2 separate regions of the Pan troglodytes genome follow, and region 2 is linked to region 1. A link is a contact called in public HiChIP or PLAC-seq data. All regions are on one chromosome and are shown on one strand. The core of a region is the stretch at or near the end of the contact, and the rest is flanking DNA. Distances in the headings are between cores, read along the strand shown.

Region 1 (6,555 bases), core at 2,893-5,392:
GAGAAATCTGGGTATGTAAGTAATCAGCTTTTGATAATAGAAAAATCTGAGCATGTTTACAGGAAGGAGAAAGTTTCCAAAGGGTATGGGGTGGCCAGCAGAGGAAAGACAATACAGGTCCTGAAAGAGGTGAGGGAGGAGACACAGGGTACATAAAGGGGTTTTCCTTGGACATGGGATGAGGCATATCCCCCCTCCATGAAAGAAGGGGAGAAAAAGAGAGAGAGTGAAAAGTGGAATGAATTTGAGGTAGGAAAGACAGTTTGAAGGAACTTGCAATGAGATGGGCTTAATCAGCCTAGAAAAGCAGGAAGGAAAACCATATGCAGAAGGCAAGGCATTGGATTGGTGACTTAAAAAGCATGAAAATGATTTGAAACTTATTTTCAGAAATGAAGAAAGGATATCAGCTCCATTTGTCCTCAGAGATAGCACCTCCACTAAAGACCCTTAAAAAATATGTGAAGGAATCATTTCCTGGCATTTAACTAATGAGCAGGAATTGTAAGTTGGATAAAACACATGAAGAGCCCAGCTTACCTGCTAAACCCCAGCTCTTTCTTATAACACCACAGCACTGAAGGCCGAGCCTTCACAGTTGCTTTGGATAACATGTGATGAAGTATTACCACCTGCCAAACAAAAAAGTCACAGAATTTCAGGCACAAAAGAGACTTTAGAGACTGCCAGGCTTAAGACCTCATTTGACGGATGTGTAAACTAAATTGAGGGCCAGGGAAGGGAAGTGCCCAAGGTCCCAAGGCGAGCAATGACCAGGTTTGGACTAGAAGCCAGGTCACATACAGTTCACTTTGTGGTCAACCCACCACCCCAGGCTTCAAAAGGTATTAGCTTGTCTGCGAATCAATCTAAATACAGAGAATTCACCACTTCCAGGAAATAAAGAAAGGTTCCCACTAGGCATCTTACCAGCCAAAGAGATCTTAATGCCATTATGTCCTGAAACAGCAGAGTGCTTAAATATGCTGATTCTTTGGACAAGATAAAAAGTAATTCAGGAAGCATTTACCAGGCCATACCTGATCTTTTCCTCGATCCCCAACTACAACAAAGAGAGATCTTTGCCGCTCAGCTACTCCATTTTCAATGAGAATCCGGATTCGGTTATCCACCTTTTTCCGATGCATGGTGAAAAATTATTACTAAAAGAGAAAGAAAGACAACTGGCCATGCGCACTAGATTGTCTAAGGAACATTAGCTGGCTGCCTCTTGTGGGGCCTGGGACTGTGCTAGGCATATCTATAAATATTGTCTTACTTAACCCTCTACGAGCTCCACAGGAAGACATCAGCCTCTAGTTTTAAACTCAGGAAACCTTAGGCTTGGGAGGTGAGAAAACCTTCCCTCAGCCTGGAAAGCCTGTAATTCACCTCTATTAAATATTTTTTAAAAGCCAGAAACTTGTATATTCAAAAAAGTAGAAGAATGACTAAAATACATAAGGAGATATCCAAATATCCAAAGCATTTTGTTTGTTTTTGAGACGGAGTCTCACTCTGTCGCCAGGCTGGAGTGCAATGGCATGATCTCGGCTCACTGCAACCTCTGCTTCCTGGGTTCAAGCAATCCTCCTGCCTCAACCTCCCAGGTAGCTGGGACTACAGGCGCATATGTTGGCCAGGATGGTCTCGATCTCTTGACCTCGCAATCTGCCCACCTCAGCCTCCCAAAGGGCTGGGATTACAGGTGTGAGCCACCACGCTGGGCCAAGCATTTTTAACAACTAAGGATATGGATATAGATGCTTATGACAGGATCATGACAGAATAAAGTATGATAACATTTCTTATGCATACACATAACAGAGGGAAAAATAAAAAAGACTGGAAGGAAATACCAAAGTATAAAGCAGCTACTTCTGGATGGTGGGACTTTTATTTTGTTCTTTTGTTTTTGTGGAATCTTAAAAAATTCACGTGTTACTAATAAAGTCAGGGAAATCAATAACCATCAATGAATAATTCCATGATGTAATGTGTCCAACTGTTTCCTCATTTTAGGGAAAACGATATTGAAGCCTTTGTACAGACAGACCTCAAAAGTTCTCGCCGGGAGTGGTGGTTCATGCCTGTAAGCCCAGCACTTTGGGAGGCCGAGGCGGGTGGATCACCTGAGGTCAGAAAGTCGAGAGTATGGCGAAACCCCGTCTCTACTAAAAATACAAAACTTAGCCGGGAGTGGTGGTGGAGCTGCAGGAGAGGCTGAGGCAAGAGAATCACTTGAATCCGGTAGGCGGAAGTTGCAGTGAGCCGAGATGGTGTGCCATTGCACTCCAGCCTAGGCGACAGAGTGAGACTCCGTCTCAAAAAAAAAAAAAAAAAGGTTCTGTGATTACCTACAGTAAAATACTGCATCATCCCAATAAATACATCAAAAAAAAAATCAGAAATATCACTGTAAAAGTAACATGCTACTTAGATGTAAAAGTGACATGCTACTTAGAAACTCTGGTACCTACTACATTATAAACATAAAGCTCATTTACTGAAACTTACCATACCTTAACTGTCCCTTCTAACCTTCCAATCCAAACAGATTTTAGCATATGTCTTACTATAAAACACTAAGTCACTGTCAAGGACCCCAATTTATACGTAAAGGAGAAAGTATAAAGAATTCAAATATCCCGAGGCAGAAAATCGACAGACAGAATTCACACTCAAGTCTTCCTGACTCCAAAGCCTGAGCTCTTCCTAGTTCGCCAATCTTCCCAACTTGTAAACCTTGTGTTGCCGGCCACATAAAGATCCCGCAAAAATCAATCAACAACTAATTAATGGGGGCTGCCTTTTGCTCTAGCTACTGTGGGAGCCCCAGAAGTAGTACCACAAGGCCCTTGACTTCAAGCTTGCATTCTTCTTGAAGAAGGTATTTAAGAGAATGAGATGAGGAACAAGAACACAGGTAAAATTAGATGTAAAAAAAAAAAAAAAAAAAAAAAAAATAGCTATACTGAGGGACCGGTCAGATGAAGGAAGGGCTGAGATTACTATGGGCTGAAGCTGTCATGGAAGGCCTGGATGGGGAAGGCCTTGAAGGAGATGATTATTTTTCGCTCACTCATTCGTCTATCTACACATAACATCTATGTGGCAGGCACCATTTTAGGTGCATTGGCAAACAAAACCAAGTCCTGAATGTGACTGCTGAATAAAGAGTATAAAGGAATGTGCACAGTGAAGGATTTAAGAACGTGGAAGGATCTGGAATCAGATTACCCTAAGTATAATGCCCAGACCTGCAGCCAGGCACTGCGGGCAAGCTCCACGGAAAGCAACTGTTGTCACCCACCCATTCACCCCGACTCCCCAGTTACAGGCACTTAGAGGGTGGGTATCGAGCCACGCAAATCCCCGAGGACGCTCGAGAAGCACGCGCCGAGAGCGGCTGCGTATTGGAGAGGTGATTCTGTTATCTTGGTGCGCCCCAAAAGAGGGGTGGAGGACAGTCGGCGTAGGCCAGGTATCCGTCCGGATGCAGAGCCTTCATCCTGAGGCCGGTCCCCTCTCGGCCCAGGAAGGACACAGACACCGATCTTGGCATCCATACCCGGCCCTCCCGCGTTGGGTACCTGCGCCCCGAGCCCGGGGGATCCCAGCCAGTGGAGAAGGGGAAGCACGTGGGAGCACGGAACAACTCCGAAAGAGAAGGCACAGCTGACTGCCCCTAGCGTATGCCTGGTGTCCGGGTCACGTAGCAAGCCTGGCTCCGCGGCACGCGTCCCTCTCAGGAACTGGTAGACAGCGCGTGCGCAAGCGCATTAAAGTCGCAGAGATGGCGAGCGAGAAGGGACCTTCCTCAAGGCTGTCGCTGAGTAATGACGTAAGCCACCAGAAGCGGAGCTGAGGCCTAGATGTCCACTGCGGTTGCGCATTTTAGTCCCACTGCTCGCGGTAGCTGGGTGTTGGCTGCGGTTTGCCTCTTCACTCTTCATATCCCAGCTAAAGTACCTCGGCTAAGAAGGGCAAAATAGATGTCCGCACCCCAGGGCCTGCCCACGTAGGTCCAGGGTTTTCAGCGTCAGCCGGGTTACGCGAGACGCGACGGATCCAACGATTTGTGTTCAATTTAACCGATCCCTGTTAAATTGAGGAAACTCGGCCAACAGACCTATTTTATTGGTTTCGCTTGGCCCTCCACCCCCACAGTACTGATCTTACAGATGGGAATCCTGTAATCTACCCATGACTGCGGCCGCTGTACTTTGCAGGCTCCCATTAGGCCTGTATATGGTCGTCAAATGAAATTACTCCCCCTGGGCTTCCAGTGAACTCCAAGAACATGACTACAGGGACAACCTATACATAGTGTTGCATTCTTGACTTTCGGGCAGATCGCTGAACTTCAAAAAACATTATCAACTGCTTGATGTTTCCTCCTGGATACCGCAAATGTCTGAATCCAAACCCCTTCCCCAGATACACTTTTAATTTTAATGTCATCAGCAGCACTACCCATTTAATCCAACATCCATCATGAAATTATTTTTTAGTTCATTCAGCAAAATGCGAATATGCCCAGGCACTATTCTGCTCACAAGGGATAGTGTCCAAAATGTTCCTGCCCCTCGTGGTTAATTCTAGGTTAAGTTTTAAATGCTATTAAGCAAAAGTATCAAGTGAGTAAAGTGACTAAGGGTACTATTTTAGAAACGAACACTGAAGGCCTCTGACGGGGAGACACTGGATGGAACAAGGACCTGAAATTTAGAAAGAATGAGCCCTGAAAATATGAGTGAAAAACTTCCCCATGCCAAAGATGTACATACAAAAGCTCCAAGATGGGGGAGTCCTGGCAAAGCAGTCAGTGTGGCCAAAGCAGTGGGCAAGTGAAGGACCAGATTTAGAATTTAATTCTAGTCATGATGAGAAACCACTAGAGTTTGTGGGGGACAGGGAAATGAGAAAATCTGCTTTGCCCTCTTAAAAGGCTTCCTGTTATGCAAAAACTAAATCACAGGAAGGCAAAGGTAGAAAAAGGAGAACAATTATAAGCTATTGTAGTCACCTGTGCTAGGATGGTAGTTGTGGTAGTAGTTAGAAGTATTAGATAACTCTGGATATTCAAGTTAGAACCACGTGGACTCACTTAAGGATTAGATGCAGGTTATAAAAGTACATTGAAGATGGCACCCAAAACATTTGCTCTGAGCAACTGGATGAATGAACAACTGGTGTTGGGTAATCAAGGAGTTGACTTGGAATATTGAGAAATTCATATCAAGATGTTGAATATGAGTTTTGAGAGGTTTGGGACCTAGAAATATTCAGGACTAAAATGCTGATCATATTCAAAATCATGGGATTGGATCAGATCACCCAGGGAAGAACACAGCTAGAGATGAAGTCTGACATCCAAGACCTGGAGAAATCAGCAAAGGATACTGAGTAGTGACCAGTGAGATAGGGAATCCATAGAATCCATTCACTACCACCACCCCATCCGCACCTTAAGTTGGAATCCATTTCTCACATGGGCCACTCCAACAAGCCTCCTTACCATCTCTTGGTCCATATATGTTGTTCATTGCATTCAATGTTCTTTAAATGGTAACTTTATTAAGTGAGCCACCAACCCCACCCCAAACAATACAGCCTTTTTTTTTTTTTTTTTGAGACGAAGTCTCGCTCTGTCGCCCAGGCTGGAATGCAGTGGCGCGATCTCTGCTCACTGCAACCTTCACTTCCCGGGTTCAAGCGATTCTTCTGCCTCAGCCTCCCAAACAGCTGAGACTACAGGCGCATGCCACGACGCCTGGCTACTTTTTTATTTTTAATAGAGACGGGATTTCTCCATATTGGCCAGGCTGGTCTCAAACTCCTGACCTCGTGATCCACCCGCCTCGGCCTCCCAAAGTGCTGGGATTACAGGCACGAGCCACCACACCCGGCCCAACACACAGCTTTAAAACCTTCAATAGTTTGCAACTGTTCTTAAGAGACAAAACATGGGATGCAACTACTATGCCGTCCCTAGTAGCCTTTACCTGTTTCTCTAACCTGTAACTCTGCTAGTCCTTTCTCTTTCCACTTGATCCTGGTAACTTTCTCAGTCACTGGTGATCAGATGTTTAGGTATGTTCTTCTCTCCCTTTCTTTGACTAGTCTGCTACTCCTCATCCTTCAAATCTAGCTCAATTACCCTTTCAGTTAAGTCTCCCCTGATCATTTTAACTAGGGTATACAGTCATGGCTTTAATATCTGCCATCAACCACATTGCTCCATCATGGCATTTGCTACACTTTGGTGTCATCAGTCTTTAATTAGACAGTTCAATGAAAGCAGAAACCACAGTAATTTTTGTCACCACTAAATGCCTAGTGCTTGGCATGATGCTGGGCAAAGGATACCCTAATTTGCTGAATAAAGCCTTAGTTTAGTTGCTTAATACAGTGTGTCTCCCTATTAAACACAGTACTTAAAATTGGTATTTCCAAATAAGCATTAATACACAAATGCCTTTGCTAGATGATCAGGAACAAACTGCTGATCTTCCACTGCCTCTACTCAAAACAGCTGTACTGCTTATGTAA
Region 2 (6,555 bases), core at 2,454-4,953, 260 kb before region 1:
ACTGTGATGTCTTGACAATGGAAGGATGTCTTACTCCTTACACATGGGCTGAGTTCACATCCCATTTAAGATTTTGTATATGCCTTTTCCAAATGGTTTTCTTTGTCCAAGGCCCTAACATTTATCTCCTTTCCTAACATTGCGCTGTGGCGCTGTGAGCTAACAATTGGCCACTGTGTTCCGCCAACATTTTGGAAAAACTTCTCTAACAACCATCATTCTTATTTCTCACCTCTTAGGATCATTGGCCTCGTTGAGATCTTCACGAAGGCTATAGACCCGTGCTGTCCACTATGGTAGCACTAACTACTTATAGCTATTCAAGTTTAAAATTAAATTAAAGGCTGAGGCAGGAGGATCACTTGAGCTCAGGAGTTCGAGACCAGCCTGGGCAACATGGCAAAATCCTGTCACTATCAAAAATACAAGGAATTAGCGGGGCGTGGTGGCGTGCACCTGTGGTCCCAGCTACTCAGGAGGCTGAGGTGGGAGGACCACTTGAGTTAAGGAGGCAGAGGTTGCAGTAAGCCAAGATCATACCACTGCACTCCAGCCTGAGTGACAGTGAGACCCCATCTCAAAAATAATTAATTAATTAAAACTTAAGACTCAGTTCTTCAGTCACAATAGCTAGATTTCAAGTTGCAGCCACACGTGGTTAGTGGCTTCTGTATTTGATAGCACAGATATGGAACCTTTTTCTTTATCTCAGAAAGTTCTATCAGACAGTCCTGCATAGATGCATAGACCCTCTCTCCAGAATATGCAAATATGTACTCATATTAAAAATGTTGTAGGCAATTTTAGGTGATTCAAAGACACTCCCCACTTCCTAAGCCCACCTCCCCAAGGTGTTAGGAACCCCTTTCTGATGTGGGTGGGGGCTGGGCATAGTGGCTCATGCCTGTAATTCCCACACTTTGGGAGGCTGAGGCGGGCAGATCACTTAAGGTCAGAAGTTTGAGACCAGCCTGGCCAGTATGGTGAACCCGTCTCTACTAAAAACACAAAAATTAGCCAGAAGTGGTGGCACATGCCTGTAGTCCCCACTACTTGGGAGGCTGAGGCAGGAGAATCTCTTGAACCTGAGAGGTGGAGGTTTCAGTGAGCCGAGATAGCACCACTGCACTCCAGCCTGAATGACAGAGTGGGACTCTGTCTCAAAAATAATAATAATATGGATGGGGAGCACATGACTCTCCTAAAGTCTATGGAGGAGGCAGGTATCAGGAAAATCTCAGTTCAGATGTCAGTAATCCTTTTCCCTTAACACACAGTCTTAAGCACCTGCTGGTTCCTTGAGAGTTTAAAAAGAAACCTAGCTGTTCATTACATTGCCCCATTCATCCTGTTAGTTTCATTCGTTCACTTATTCAATATTTATTGAGCTCCTACTTTACGCTCATACTGACCTAGGCAATGGGATACAAAAGTGAACTCAATGGAGAAGATCCCTTCCCTCATGGAGCTTATATTCTTGTAGGACAGAAAGACAACCAACAAACAAGCAGGTAATGCTCTCTGCTCTATAAACTTAGTTTTCTCCAATTAATTTCAAATCTATTTCTGTAAGCCTGAACATGTTAATTCTCTGCTTAAAGACATTCCCTCCTGACTAGGAGAGTTGATTAAAACCACCTGTGGGAGTTAAAGATCTACATCTGCCAAATGCACCGAAGGTGATCCACAAACTAAATTAAAATTTGGCCACTCTCCAAAGTCAAGGCCATAATCTACCTTTCTCATGAGACAGTTCTGTCTGTAAATAGTTGGGATTATAACACCCTCACTTTCAAGGTAAATTCCAGGGTATTTTATCTCCTAATTTCCAGATTGTTTTTGATTGTGTAAGCACATAGAAGACCTCACACCAGGTAAAGTTTCTAAAGTTTACTTCAAGCTACCTCTGTTACATGATTTTTGCATAGGTAATCCGAGATCTGCTTCTTAATTGTCAACTCCACTTGGAATTGTTCCAGTGTTTGCCAGTGTTCTGTTATGTTCTTTTCTACTTGTCCAGCTTAATGACGCTGTTTTTCTTCAAAAACAATGTTTCTTCAAAACTAATATTTGGGTAAGGCCCAAGTTGGGATGACATTTTCTCTTAATATAATTTGCATTCTTAAAATCAAACACATTACCAGCAGATTGGCTTAACTGAACACATGCACGTATATATAAGAAACCATGTCCTTTCTTTCCTTGACCCAAAGTTTTGTATTTCACCACACTGGCCAACTCCCAAAAGTTTAACTGAAATCAAAGAATTGGTTCATTCTAAGATGGCTGGATATATATATATATATATATATATATATATATATATATATATTCATCTCTATCTATCTTCCTCCTATTCTTTTTCCCATATCACACAAAACACAAACACAGACACATTCTGGGTTTACTTGGTACTGCCAGTCCTCAGGCTGACTAGAAGACTGAGGAAAATTTGAAAGACAAGAGATCTATCTACAGTCTTTCCTAACTTCCTAGTCCCTTTACCAGATTTTTCCATCAGGATTTTTCTTCCTTTTTTCCTTGAGGAAGCCAACTCTTGAGGGCTACAAAACACTTATTTCAGCATGTGTCTCTAAAAGATAAGAACATTTGATAAACATAACCACACTACCATTACCACATCAAAAAAAAAAAGTTATTCTTTAAGAGCAAACATCGAGGCAGTGTTCCTAATGGTTTCATAATGTCAAATGTTTACTGGCTTTTTAAAACAAATTCAAAATACACATAAGTTCCACACCTTGTAATTGGTTATTATGTCTTTCAAGTCTCTTTAAATGTGTAGGTCTTCTCTCCATCTCTTTCTTTCCTTGAAACTTAAAGAAACTCAGTTGTTTGTTCAGAAGCATTTCCCATGGCTGAATTTTGCATAATATATCTTCAAGTTGCAGGTCAACATTCACAGGATTCTCAGATTCAGTTGGAGGCATGTTTGATTATCTACACTTTAAGTCATCAAGTAATTTGAATATATTAATATAAATCCCATAGGCTCTTTTTCCCACTCCAGATGATTCCTCCAATAACCTTTCGTTCAGTAAGTTCCCCGTTGTAAATTTCCAGTTAAGTAATTTTCTTTAGGTTTGATGGGTGCGCACAACGAAGAAAAGGGGGGGCGGGGAAACCTTTCTGAAATTCATTTCCTTTGAATATATCCATTAGAGGGCGACATTGCCTTTAATATTATATTTCCCCAATAAAGTTTTAAATTGCATAAAATTTACTTTTGTATTTTTGACAAGTTGGACCTCATTGCCTACTTTAACTTCTAATCTCACGTCTGTAAAGTGTGACTGCGTTCTCCTTTGTTAATTTGATCTCTGCTGACTTGCGTCTTTGATATTACAGTACTTCCATCTTTGACTCTGTTCCCAATTCTAACCATCGGGCGGCGATGTTGCATAAATAAAGACCCGCGGAAAGGCAAAATTAAGCGAAACTGCCAAATAAAAAGCAGTTTCACCGGGGGTAAAGGCCATTAATTTAAGAAGGAAAGAGACAAACCAGACATTTCTAGTTCATATCCAACTCACGGCCCAAGGTCAGAACTGTGTAAAATGCAACACAAAGGAGCCATTCAGGAGTGGGGGAGGCTGACTTGGGGAGAGCGAATGCACAATCCCCGCCTTGAGTCTGCGGTTCCACTGGAGGGGGCACAGGTCCGTTCGCGCACGTGCGTGTGAGTAGCCACAGGGCAGCGGCGGGACATGCCTGCACCGGGCATGGGACTGCTGAACCAACAGCGCTCTGGCGGACCGCTTGGGACACCCGCCCGGAGGCAGGTTGGCACTGGCGCTGCCTGGAGGTCAGCCACTCATTGTACCCCGGAGGAACTGGGTCCCACGGGGGCATACGGCTCGCCCACCGGCACGCGTTAGGAGGCGAACACCTGCATCCAGCTAGGTGTTCCGAGCGCAGGCCAGGGCTAGGGACTGCTCTGCCACCTTCTTCTCATTCTTCCTGTAAGAACACTGTCTATCTCGGACAAAAAGGATCCACCTGACAGCAAGTGGTATCGTCACACAGAGGTAACAGGGAAGTTAGGGATCCTCCTGAGAATCTGACAAAAGTTGGTGCCCCCTCCCCATAGTGGCACTCAGAAAACTGCAGGTGAAACTACAAATGGCGGAGGCACTCACAGGCTTCCTGGGGTCCGTCCATTGATCAGATACCAGGTTAAGAAATTCTGTCCTGATTGGAGCCTAGACGGCAGCGCAAAGAAACCAGACGGACTTGGAAAGAGAGCCAGGGACTCCCTCCTCCCTCCAAACACAGCCAGCGTTTCATCTCGGATTGCGGGAGGGGCCTGGCGGAAGGTGGAGGAGAGGTGGAGCGCCTGGATGGGGCCCTCCCCATTCTCCTGGCCCCAACCCCAGGACGCCTGGCTGCGGAGGGCTCGAAAGCGAGCAGCGAACGCCCAAAGCCTGGGTGGCGGGAAGGTGGCAGCGCCCTGTAGCTTTTCCTTTGCATTTTTCTTTAAATCGTGAGCTCCGGAGCTATCGTTTCGACCGCTGCTTTCCGGTCTCCACCTCCACCTCCCAGTTGGCTGGCTCGCCCTTCCCCCACCTCCCCATCCCAACCCCCCCCATCCCCACCCCCATCCCCACCCCCATCCCAGCCGCGTGCCCGACCCTCGGCCTCCAGCCCCGCCTCCTTCGCCGCGGGGTTTCACCCGCGGCAGAGTGAAATCTGCATAGTGACCGCCCCCTCGGAGCTCATTGGTGCAGCCCCGCCCATCGCGGCAGGTGATTGGTGAGCCGCCGGGGATTATTTGCATGTCGGACGCAGCCGGGTACCCAGCTGTGCTGCCGGCCGGCGCAGCGCAGAAGTTTGCAGAGCGCTTTCTCGCCGGCTGGTCCCGGACTCGCGCTGCGCCCTGCACCCTGCGCCGCCGCCTCCTCCTCCTCCTTCTGCCGCCGCCGCCCTGTTCTCCCGGGATTCCTTCTCTGTGGAGGACTGACGCTCTGCTTGTGGGAATTAGAGGTGGACAAGGGGGAGTGCCGGGGGGTAGCGACGGGGGTCTTTCCAGTGACAGCTGCGAGTCGGGACGCCGGGAGCGTGGGGCTCCTGCTGGCCACGGATCTCGCCCACCTTCCCGCGGCCTCCGGGCAGGCAATGCGGCCGCCGAGCCCCGCGACGCAGAGAGGAAGGAGGGTGGCCCGGAGAGCCTAGAGCTTGTTTCTGCCCACTTGGGAAAGAGGGCATGGAGTTGTGAGTGCCCCTCGCTCGGCGACGCCGCCCTCGGCAGCCTCCCCATGGCCGGGACGTACAGCTCGACTCTGAAGACGCTGGAGGACTTGACCTTGGACTCCGGGTATGGGGCCGGGGACTCGTGCCGCTCGCTCAGCCTCTCGTCCTCCAAGTCCAACTCGCAGGCGCTCAACTCTTCGGCGCAGCAGCACCGCGGGGCGGCCTGGTGGTGCTACTCCGGCTCCATGAACAGCCGCCACAACAGCTGGGACACGGTGAACACGGTGCTGCCCGAGGACCCCGAAGTGGCCGACCTCTTCTCGCGCTGTCCGCGGCTCCCCGAGCTGGAGGAGTTCCCCTGGACCGAGGGAGACGTGGCCCGGGTGCTCCGCAAAGGCGCTGGCGGCCGGCGGCTGCCCCAGTTCTCCGCCGAGGCGGTGAGGCGCCTGGCCGGGCTGCTCCGCAGGGCACTGATCCGCGTGGCCCGCGAGGCGCAGCGCCTGAGCGTGCTGCACGCCAAGTGCACCCGCTTTGAGGTGCAGAGCGCCGTGCGCCTGGTGCACAGCTGGGCGCTGGCTGAGAGCTGCGCGCTGGCAGCCGTCAAGGCGCTGTCCCTGTACAGCATGAGCGCCGGCGACGGGCTGCGCCGGGGCAAGTCCGCTCGCTGCGGCCTCACCTTCTCAGTGGGCCGCTTTTTCCGCTGGATGGTGGACACCCGAATCTCCGTGCGCATCCACGAGTACGCAGCCATCTCCCTCACCGCCTGCATGGAGAACCTGGTGGAGGAGATCCGGGCCAGGGTGATGGCCAGCCAGAGCCCTGATGGCGGAGGGGCCGGAGGCGGGGAGGTGTCTGCTGAGGCCCTGGAGATGGTCATCAACAACGACGCCGAGCTCTGGGGCGTCTTGCAGCCCTATGAGCATCTCATCTGCGGCAAGAACGCCAATGGTAAGCGCGCGGGCCTCGGACTGGCAGACTGGGTAGGCAAGAAATCCCGCCCTGGGCTACTGGGGGAGTGAATTTCCTGAGACAAAGCTGGTGGCTGTGCCAGTTCTTTGGGAGAAAACGTTTGGTCTGAGGATAGGGTTCATTACATGGCACTTGCCAGAGATTGTTCTAAGGGTGTCTGACTTTTGGAGGGTAAACACGTGAATGATCTCCATCCTGTTCTGCGTGGCATTGTTACTATCTGCGGGCTGTTCATTGATTGGGTGAGATTGAATCTCTTGACCAAGCCATTCCTGAACCTCTCTTGAAATGAAACTTACTGCCCCGTGGCTCTTTACCGTGATTGACTAGGTCTCTAGCTGCTGTCTTTCCCCAACAGCTGGGCAGATTGACTGA

Evidence for each region. HiChIP or PLAC-seq counts read pairs in DNA pulled down with a chosen protein or histone mark.
Region 2: an H3K4me3 HiChIP or PLAC-seq map of stem cell-derived excitatory neurons shows a contact between it and region 1, with 11 times the contacts expected there. The contact joins the promoter of ABTB2 here to the promoter of NAT10 in region 1. A contact is called at or near these places in 2 of 7 Hi-C or Micro-C datasets (blood and stem cell-derived neural progenitor cells) and 1 of 1 datasets of contacts at active chromatin or transcription factors (stem cell-derived excitatory neurons).

What each region holds. Positions count from the first base shown.
Region 1 is chr9:38,112,993-38,119,547 of NHGRI_mPanTro3-v2.0_pri, reverse strand. NAT10 (N-acetyltransferase 10) reads right to left here and starts at 4,142. Exons shown (of 29, transcript XM_016920657.4): 1 at 3,594-4,142; 2 at 1,041-1,163; 3 at 541-632. The coding sequence starts at 1,148.
Region 2 is chr9:38,368,047-38,374,601 of NHGRI_mPanTro3-v2.0_pri, reverse strand. It overlaps ABTB2 (ankyrin repeat and BTB domain containing 2), which reads left to right and starts at 3,703. Exons shown (of 17, transcript XM_016920656.4): 1 at 3,703-6,159. The coding sequence starts at 4,797.